Regions from separate parts of the Mus musculus genome. Here region 2 is linked to region 1. A link is a contact called in public Hi-C data. All regions are on one chromosome and are shown on one strand. The core of a region is the stretch at or near the end of the contact, and the rest is flanking DNA. Distances in the headings are between cores, read along the strand shown. Region 1 has its middle 85 kb from the start of Gm41499. Region 2 has its middle 30 kb from the start of Gm30588.

The links. Hi-C and Micro-C count contacts between places; a contact is called where the count stands out from the background.
Region 2: a Hi-C map of bone marrow-derived macrophages shows a contact between it and region 1, with 23 read pairs. The contact joins two enhancer-like sites. A contact is called at or near these places in 1 of 15 datasets of contacts at CTCF or cohesin (large pre-B cells), 7 of 484 Hi-C or Micro-C datasets (the 63-12 cell line, the CH12 cell line, bone marrow-derived macrophages and 2 more) and 5 of 115 datasets of contacts at active chromatin or transcription factors (the HPC-7 cell line, T-cell acute lymphoblastic leukemia, large pre-B cells and 2 more).

The regions. Positions count from the first base shown.
Region 1 is chr16:93,040,277-93,043,967 of GRCm38.p6, forward strand. No RefSeq gene overlaps it. Among named protein-coding and RNA genes, the nearest start is that of Gm41499, 85 kb to the left of the region's middle. Within about 2 kb of position 1,800, at least 32 of the 459 cell types and tissues checked have an H3K27ac peak or open chromatin away from gene starts, as enhancers often do. A contact at or near this core is called in T-cell acute lymphoblastic leukemia and bone marrow-derived macrophages, where this site is marked.
Region 2 is chr16:93,291,001-93,294,691 of GRCm38.p6, forward strand. No RefSeq gene overlaps it. Among named protein-coding and RNA genes, the nearest start is that of Gm30588, 30 kb to the left of the region's middle. Within about 2 kb of position 2,116, at least 98 of the 459 cell types and tissues checked have an H3K27ac peak or open chromatin away from gene starts, as enhancers often do. A contact at or near this core is called in T-cell acute lymphoblastic leukemia and bone marrow-derived macrophages, where this site is marked.

The DNA of each region.
Region 1 (3,691 bases), core at 550-3,049:
AGTCAATGCTGTTCTGTGAGCTAGGTGCCAACATTCATTCCTTTCTGCACCATGACTGTGGATGTCATGTGACCAGCTGCCCCATACCATATGACCTCCCTGCAATGATGGCTTATCCCCACTTAAACCATCAGCTCAAACACACCGTCTATGTTGAAGTGGTTTTGTTGGATATGTTATCACATCTGTAAGGCAAGTAACTAGCACACAAGGGATGAACAAGAGACTGTCACCTACCAGTGTGAAGTGAGGGTGATCACACCTTAGCAGTGTGAAGTGAGGGTGATCACACCTAGCAGTGTAAACTGAGGGTGATCACACCTAGCAGTGTGAAGTGAGGGTGATCACACCTAGCAGTGTAAACTGAGGGTGATCACACCTAGCAGTGTGAAAGTGAGGGTGATCATCTAGCAGTGTGAAGTGAGGGTGATCACACTTAGCAGTGTGAAGTGTGGGTATTGCTAATTATGTGCTGTAACATCCAATTTGAGTCCTGCAGCAGCAAGAGGATTTAGTGGAAACAAATCAAAGTCAGGGCTGAGGAGATGCCTGCAGGGGAGGTCCCTATACATGCAAGTGTGAGGACCTCAATTCAGATCCTCAATACATGTGTAAACTCTGGGTGTGAAGGTGTGCCTAGAAACCCAACATTGGTGTAGGGGACACAGGTAGATCCCTGGAGCTTACTGGCCAGAACTCTAATTGAATCAGTGAGATTCTGGTTTGGAGAGAGATGCTACCTTAAAAAATAAAGTGGAGAGTGATTTTGAAAGACATCTAACATAGACTCCATATGCATGAGCACGTACACACAGACACAGATACACACACACACTCACACACATACACACACACAAGTTAGTTGAGGATAATGAGTCCACATTGGCTTCTTAATTATAAGAACCCATGTGAATGACATGAGACCATCTGAACTAGACCTGCTTTTAAATTTTTTATTTAATTTTACTACTACTACTACTATTATCATTATTATTGCTTTTTAGTTTGTTTGTTTTACAAATCTAGCATTTTCCCAATTGCACACCTATAATCTCAGCATCTGGCAAGTAGAGGCAGGAGGGCAGGAGTTCTGTGTTTTTCTCTATGACATAGCAAATTCAAGGCCAGCCTGGGCTACCTGGGACTCTTCCTCAGGAAAAGGGTTAACTGTAAAAGGAGTTTTCAATGGAACCATTCCAGCTTCATATGCATTGTGGCATCATGTCTAGTAGACCTCACCCATTGTGTTGCTTTGTGTGGGGAGTCACAAAGACCCCAGCATCTGAGCTTTGCACTCTGCCACCTGCTGGGGCAGCCAGTTCAAAGAAGGAAACCTGAGGGGTGTGTGAATGCACAGGGGATGAAGATAAAAGCTTGCATTCAGATTTCAGAATCAACTGTGGAGCTACATTATAATGGCCTGATTACAGGTCTCTTTCAATCAGGGACTGGTGTCTATTGAACTTAATTGTACAGGAGCATCAAACAATTAAGACAAAAGCCATAAGGGCTTCTGTGGCCTGGGCAGGTTTGCGTTTGATCAGTGTGCATGTGAACCATCTAAGAAGCAGATCTTATTCACTGAGATGATGAATTTAGAATATGGTGGGGCATCTGGCCTATGGGACAAAACAAGGCACAAACACACTGGACCTGAGGGAACTCAAGAGGCCTCACCATTGGAAGCTTCTACCTTCAGTGTCCTCTGCCTGGAAAGGACCAAGTTTGAGCAGTTGGCCTGCTAGATATCTGCCGCATCCTTAACAGAGTTTCGTCATACATAGCTGCCACTCTACAGGACTTCCAGCATCTGATGCAGTGCTTGGTCAGAAAGGGGAAGCCCACAATGAGAGTGAGCTTAGACCCTTACATTCACTTTAACAGTTGACTTCCATGACTGAGCACCACAGATAAAATGGTCATAAGTTTGTTTGTTTTTTAAACATGTGGAAGTCGCCCAAATTTTACACTCAAAATGTAGTATGTTGCTGTTAAGATACAAAGAGCAAAGTTGAATGACCACTTAAGTCAGAGACAGCAAAGTTGTCCATGCCTTTCTCCGACGGCATTTACTGCTCTGGCAGATCTTAAACTCCACCCTCTTCCCCAGTGTTCATTTATGATGGCTTCAACTTGTCTGATCATCCCCTATCCCAATCCAAGAAAAACAAAGAAACCTCTTTCTTAGTTCTTTCCCATATCATTTACTTAGTCTATGCTGTGTGCCACTCCTACCATAGTTAGACAGTTATAGGCACATGACTCTGCCCCAGACAAGGTGGACTCTTAACCATCCAGGTTCACCTTTAGGACTCCGTCAACACCCGCTGGCCCTGGCAGGATAAGCCCCGCCCCCTGTGCCCCCTTCCCAAGAGACTGTGAGGAACACTATAGCTTGTAGCAACCCATCCCTTTGAGCACATCCCCCTTTGAGTTTGTTGACATCCCCCACATCAAAGATCACTCAGCATGGTTTCACTTGCGCCAGAAGACCATGTTTGGAAACCGTCTGATAAGCCTCACTGAGAAGCCACCACACGCCCCTGGATCTCTCGGGATTATTTTAGCTCTCGGAGATCTGATCCTGCACTTTGCAGTGAGGCGCGTCAACCCCAAGTGTGTGCTTTGATTTGGAACCCCAGCTGATGACAGCTGAGCTGTTGATTTAATGGGTTCTGTGCAGATAAAGGCAAGGGCTGGCAACCATACAACTGTCTTCCTTCGCAGGTGAGGAGACAAAGATCTCCGACATGCCTATTTCTCACAGCCCAGGTCCCTGAACCTGGGGCTGGAAACACATCAAAGGCCACACCTTCCCTTCCCAGGCTCTCCCCCAGCCTTGTTCCTCTTCTGTAGCTCCTCCTGAACCCCTCACCAGTCAAACAATGCAGCTATTATGCTCCCTGGAGAAGAGAAGCCGAGTAATTACCTTCCCGGCCAGGTGCCAGGAGTAAGTTTCCTTGTGTGCAATTATTGTGTGGTAAAACGGCTGAGGCCGTGTTTTTAAAATTTGTTTTCTTTTCTTTGTTTTCTTTTTAGGCACTGACTGTCAGCTTGCCAGACACTGGCCCCAAGCTCCTCCATCAACCCCAGACAAGCAGCTTTCTTTAGGATTTGGCTTCTATTGTCTTTCACTTTCTCCCAACCTGGAGTCTCGTGATATTATATTTACAGCTCCGGATCGGTTTAACAAATAAGGCCAGCTCAGCAGCAGTGCAGGTCAAGGTGCGACCCCAATGTTTCTATCTGAGCAGCTGATCCCATGTGGTTTTCATCAGTGACAGGCTTGGGTGGGGTGACGGAGTCTAGGAAGACTTCTGTATGGTATGGATGGAGTAAGGACCGTGTCGTTAGCAGGGAAACGAGGAGCCTTTGATCTTCAGAGTATCATGTCTGAGATCTCCCCACTGGCCTTCTCCATCAGTCAAACCAGATTTATGAAGTGAAGATCGCCTAGTCCTGGCTGTCAGGACAGATGCATGTTACATAATGCTTATGTGTACAGGACGATGCCACGGACTGCCCTTAAGTCTATTTGACACTAATAATTATAACCAAGATTTAAAAACCTCCTTCTACATGCTAGACTTGAACACGTATGTCATCTCATGAGTTCCCTGTTCCCAATCTGACAAGAAAGAATTGTCATTTCTGCTTTATGGGAGATCTTGAAAACAAGCCAGACTGAGAT
Region 2 (3,691 bases), core at 866-3,365, 250 kb after region 1:
GTACTACACTGAATGAGTCTTGCAGCCTCGGAGTAAGGGATTCATAACTTTTGATTCTAGAAATCAATGAAATAAACACGTCGAGGCCTTGGATGCTTCTCTTTACCTCTGTGGACCTGTGTCTCCTCATCTCCAAGATGAAGGCATTCTAACTCCCAAGTGCCACTAAGGTCCCTGCATGTTGTCACTGATAATGGCAATGTAAATGCTGCATACCCATAACTGACTCAGGGCAAGCCTTGAGAACCCAGTAGAGAAGGATGAAGAGGGGATGGGATGGGGTGGGTGGGATGGGGTGGGATGGGATGGGATGGGATGGGATGGGATAGGGTGGGGTGGGATGGGGTGGGATGGGATGGGATGGGGTGGGGTGGGGTGGGATGGGGTGGGGGGGATGGGATGGGATGGGATGGGATGGGGTAGGGTGGGGTGGGATGGGATGGGGTGGGGTGGGATGGGATGGGGTAGGGTGGGGTGGGATGGGATGGGGTGGGGTGGGGTGGGATGGGGTAGGGTGGGGTGAGATGGGATGGGACGGGATGGGGTAGGGTGGGGTGGGATGGGATGGGGTGGGGTGGGGTGGGATGGGGTAGGGTGGGGTGGGATGGGATGGGATGGAGTGGGGTGGGATGGGGTGGGATGGGATGGGATGGGGTGGGGTGGGGTGGGATGGGGTGGGGGGGATGGGATGGGATGGGATGGGATGGCCCTCAGAATGGTGAGAAGCCATTTTTTAGAGCAGACTTCTTCATGAACTGTGAGACAGCCAGGGAAACAGATCAGCGCCTGCGAGTCACAAAATACCAGCACACTACGCAGCAAACCCCACTAACATCCTCTAATTGGGTAGAAAGTTGTAGAAAAGTCTAAAGTAGAGAAACATTTTCACAAAATTCTGCTTCCCCCCGAACTCACACGGTCACGAGGATGACAGGATCCCACGCAAGGAAGGAACACCTTAGGGATGTTGTAAGGGTTTTCACAGTAACTCTTAGAAGTTAGGAACCAGAACTTTTCACCGTTTTGCAGGGGGATTGAAATACAAAGTGATTTTTACAAACGTTTGGAGCTATCTCTCGGCGAGGAAAACACACCGTTTCCCTGTTTGTTCTTTCAATTTGCTCCACAGACCTTTCCCCCACACTGGTCCCAATAAATCAGTGCACTTCACCAGCACATTTAACGTTGGCCAGACTTTCAATTAGTGACTTTCTCCCAGGCAAGGCCAGCTATGGTCACACAGTTCTTTTCTTAAACTTCTTGCTATTCTCTGGCTCCCAGGAAGTGTGCACCTGTCAGCCAGCCCAGCCCCCACCCTCTCTCATTTTCTTAAAAGCCGGAACTCGGTTTCATTTTTCACTCTTGATTTTAAAGCGGTTGGAAAGCATGAAAGAGAAGGGGCCAGCAAGGGAGGTAAATAAATCTAATCACCGCGAAAAGGCGATGAAAGACCCGTGCCTACGTTTCCTCAATTTGTTCTTGAAATGATCCTTGCCACACTCATTGACTGAGGACCAGCTCTGGGTTCTCCAAAGAGAGGGTTCACGGAGCTGGGAACAAAAGAGCCAGTTCTTTTCAAACACCCATTGGAGTCATTAGTTCCCACCTTTTCCTCTTCACATTTCCAGGCACGGTTAATAAGTAGCTAAATTGACTTCTTTGAATCCTGTGCCTGCTCCTTTCTCTCGCCCACCCTCCTAGACGCATGTGGTTGCGCAGTTCATTCTTTAAGAGGAATGACACCAAGAAAGAAAGTCCTTGAAAAATGGCCACCAGCCACTTAAGAACTACAGACATTTCTAGTAAACTGAACAGCTAAACAGTGGCTGAAAGGGAGAAACGTAAAATCAAACTGGGCAGTGTGGCAGATCTTTCAAGTGCCAGGCTATGTCCCTGGCTCTTATTGTCCCTACGGTGGTCCCTACAGGACACTCCAGGCCTCCTGTAAGAACATACAACTGCCAATGCTCTTCTGACGGTTTTCTCTGGGGTGGTGATGGGAAGGCCTGAGGCGCTGCTGGCCAGGAGCAGCAGTTGGCCTCTAGACAGTGTGGACTGGAGGGCAAACAGACAGTCGTTCGGTCTTCAGTCTCACAGAGGGCAGCTGCTCTGCAAGCCTGTTCTGCTCTGTGTCCCAGAGACATGCCTTGCAAATGTGTCACTGACCACCTTAGCTTTGGGTAACACACAGCCATGGGAGAAAGAGAAATGTCTCCCCCTGGAGGACACACAGGCATGCTCGCTGCCCGTTGTATTAGACTTAGTCTCCCCCACACTCAGCATTCCACCCCATCAACTGCCTGGACCAAGCCGCGAGACCCACTGGAAGCCTTGAGGAAAGGGAGACTCAAGCCACGGATTCTTCAAGTTTCTTGCTGTTCTGTAGCTATATGATCTTTGTCCCTGTTGTCCTGGTTTCATTTCCTCCACCAGCAACCTTGACACCAGGGAAGGCCTGTCGCCTGTCAGAGGGAGGGGCAGAGGTCTTGCTCACTTCACAGGTCTCCTGCTGAGCGCATACCAGAGAAGTTCGGGAACTGAATTTCTGTTTGGTTCAAATTAGAATAGTCACATCCTAATAAGATTTACCTTAAAACTTTACTTCACTCTATGAATCACATAAGAACACGATTAAAACAGAATGCTTTAAGAAATGGTGCTCCAAGGACTTGGGGCTACAGAACTAGAACCTGAACCCACCCCCCAAATACTCAGTAATGGCACATACACCAGGGGCCATCGTGATAATACACTGACTGTCTACAATAGTAAAGTTGCTTACAAACACAGAATGTGACAAATCCTTTCTCCTAAAGGATTCTCTCTCTCTCTCTCTCTCTCTCTCTCTCTCTCTCTCTCTCTCTCTCTCTCTCTCTCTCTCTCTCTCTCTCTCTCTCCTCCCTCCCTCCCTCTCCCTTCTCCCCTTTCTTCCCTCCTCTGTGTTTGGATAGATACATAGATAGATGTATGATAGATAGATAGATTTATAGATGCATAGATAGACAGACAGACAGACAGATAGGTGATATGCAGACAGGTGATAGACAAACCGACTACATATGGTAATAATTGCAGCTTTTGCTTATCTCTTATGAAACATTTGTTTACTTTATGTCCTTGCTTGTTTGTTGTAGCACAAAAGAGTCCATCTCTCTAAGTGTATTCATTGCTGTTACAAATGGAGGGAAAATATAATTAACAGGAAAAAAATAAAAACTGTTATCACATGATGTCTTTTTCAGTTGAAAGGGACATACAAGGAGATAGCTGGCCATGGGACTGGCATCTCAGTTGAAGTCCAAAGGGTTTTCCTACCTCTTCATGGTAGACAAGTGGCCGTGACGACCCCACAGCCATACAGAAGTGAAGACACCGTTTCTGCAGGCTGCATGGACCTGGTTCGCTAAATTCCACTGAGATTCCCCCAGTCACCTGTCATTTCTAAAGATGCAGATGAGAAAAAAATTGTGTGGTGCTGCCTGCAGAATCACACCCCTCCCCCCTCCCCCATCCCATCCCCCCCCCGCACCCCCCCCCCACACACACTTAAAGGAAGAAAGCGGAGAGGCAGAGTCTGGAGGCTAACTTCCCCTGCTTCCGATGCTTCTCAGATTAATCTGAGAATGACACCACTAGGCTGAGGTAAGAAATGCAGGCAGTGGTGGCCACTCAACTCAGTACTTAAGGAGAA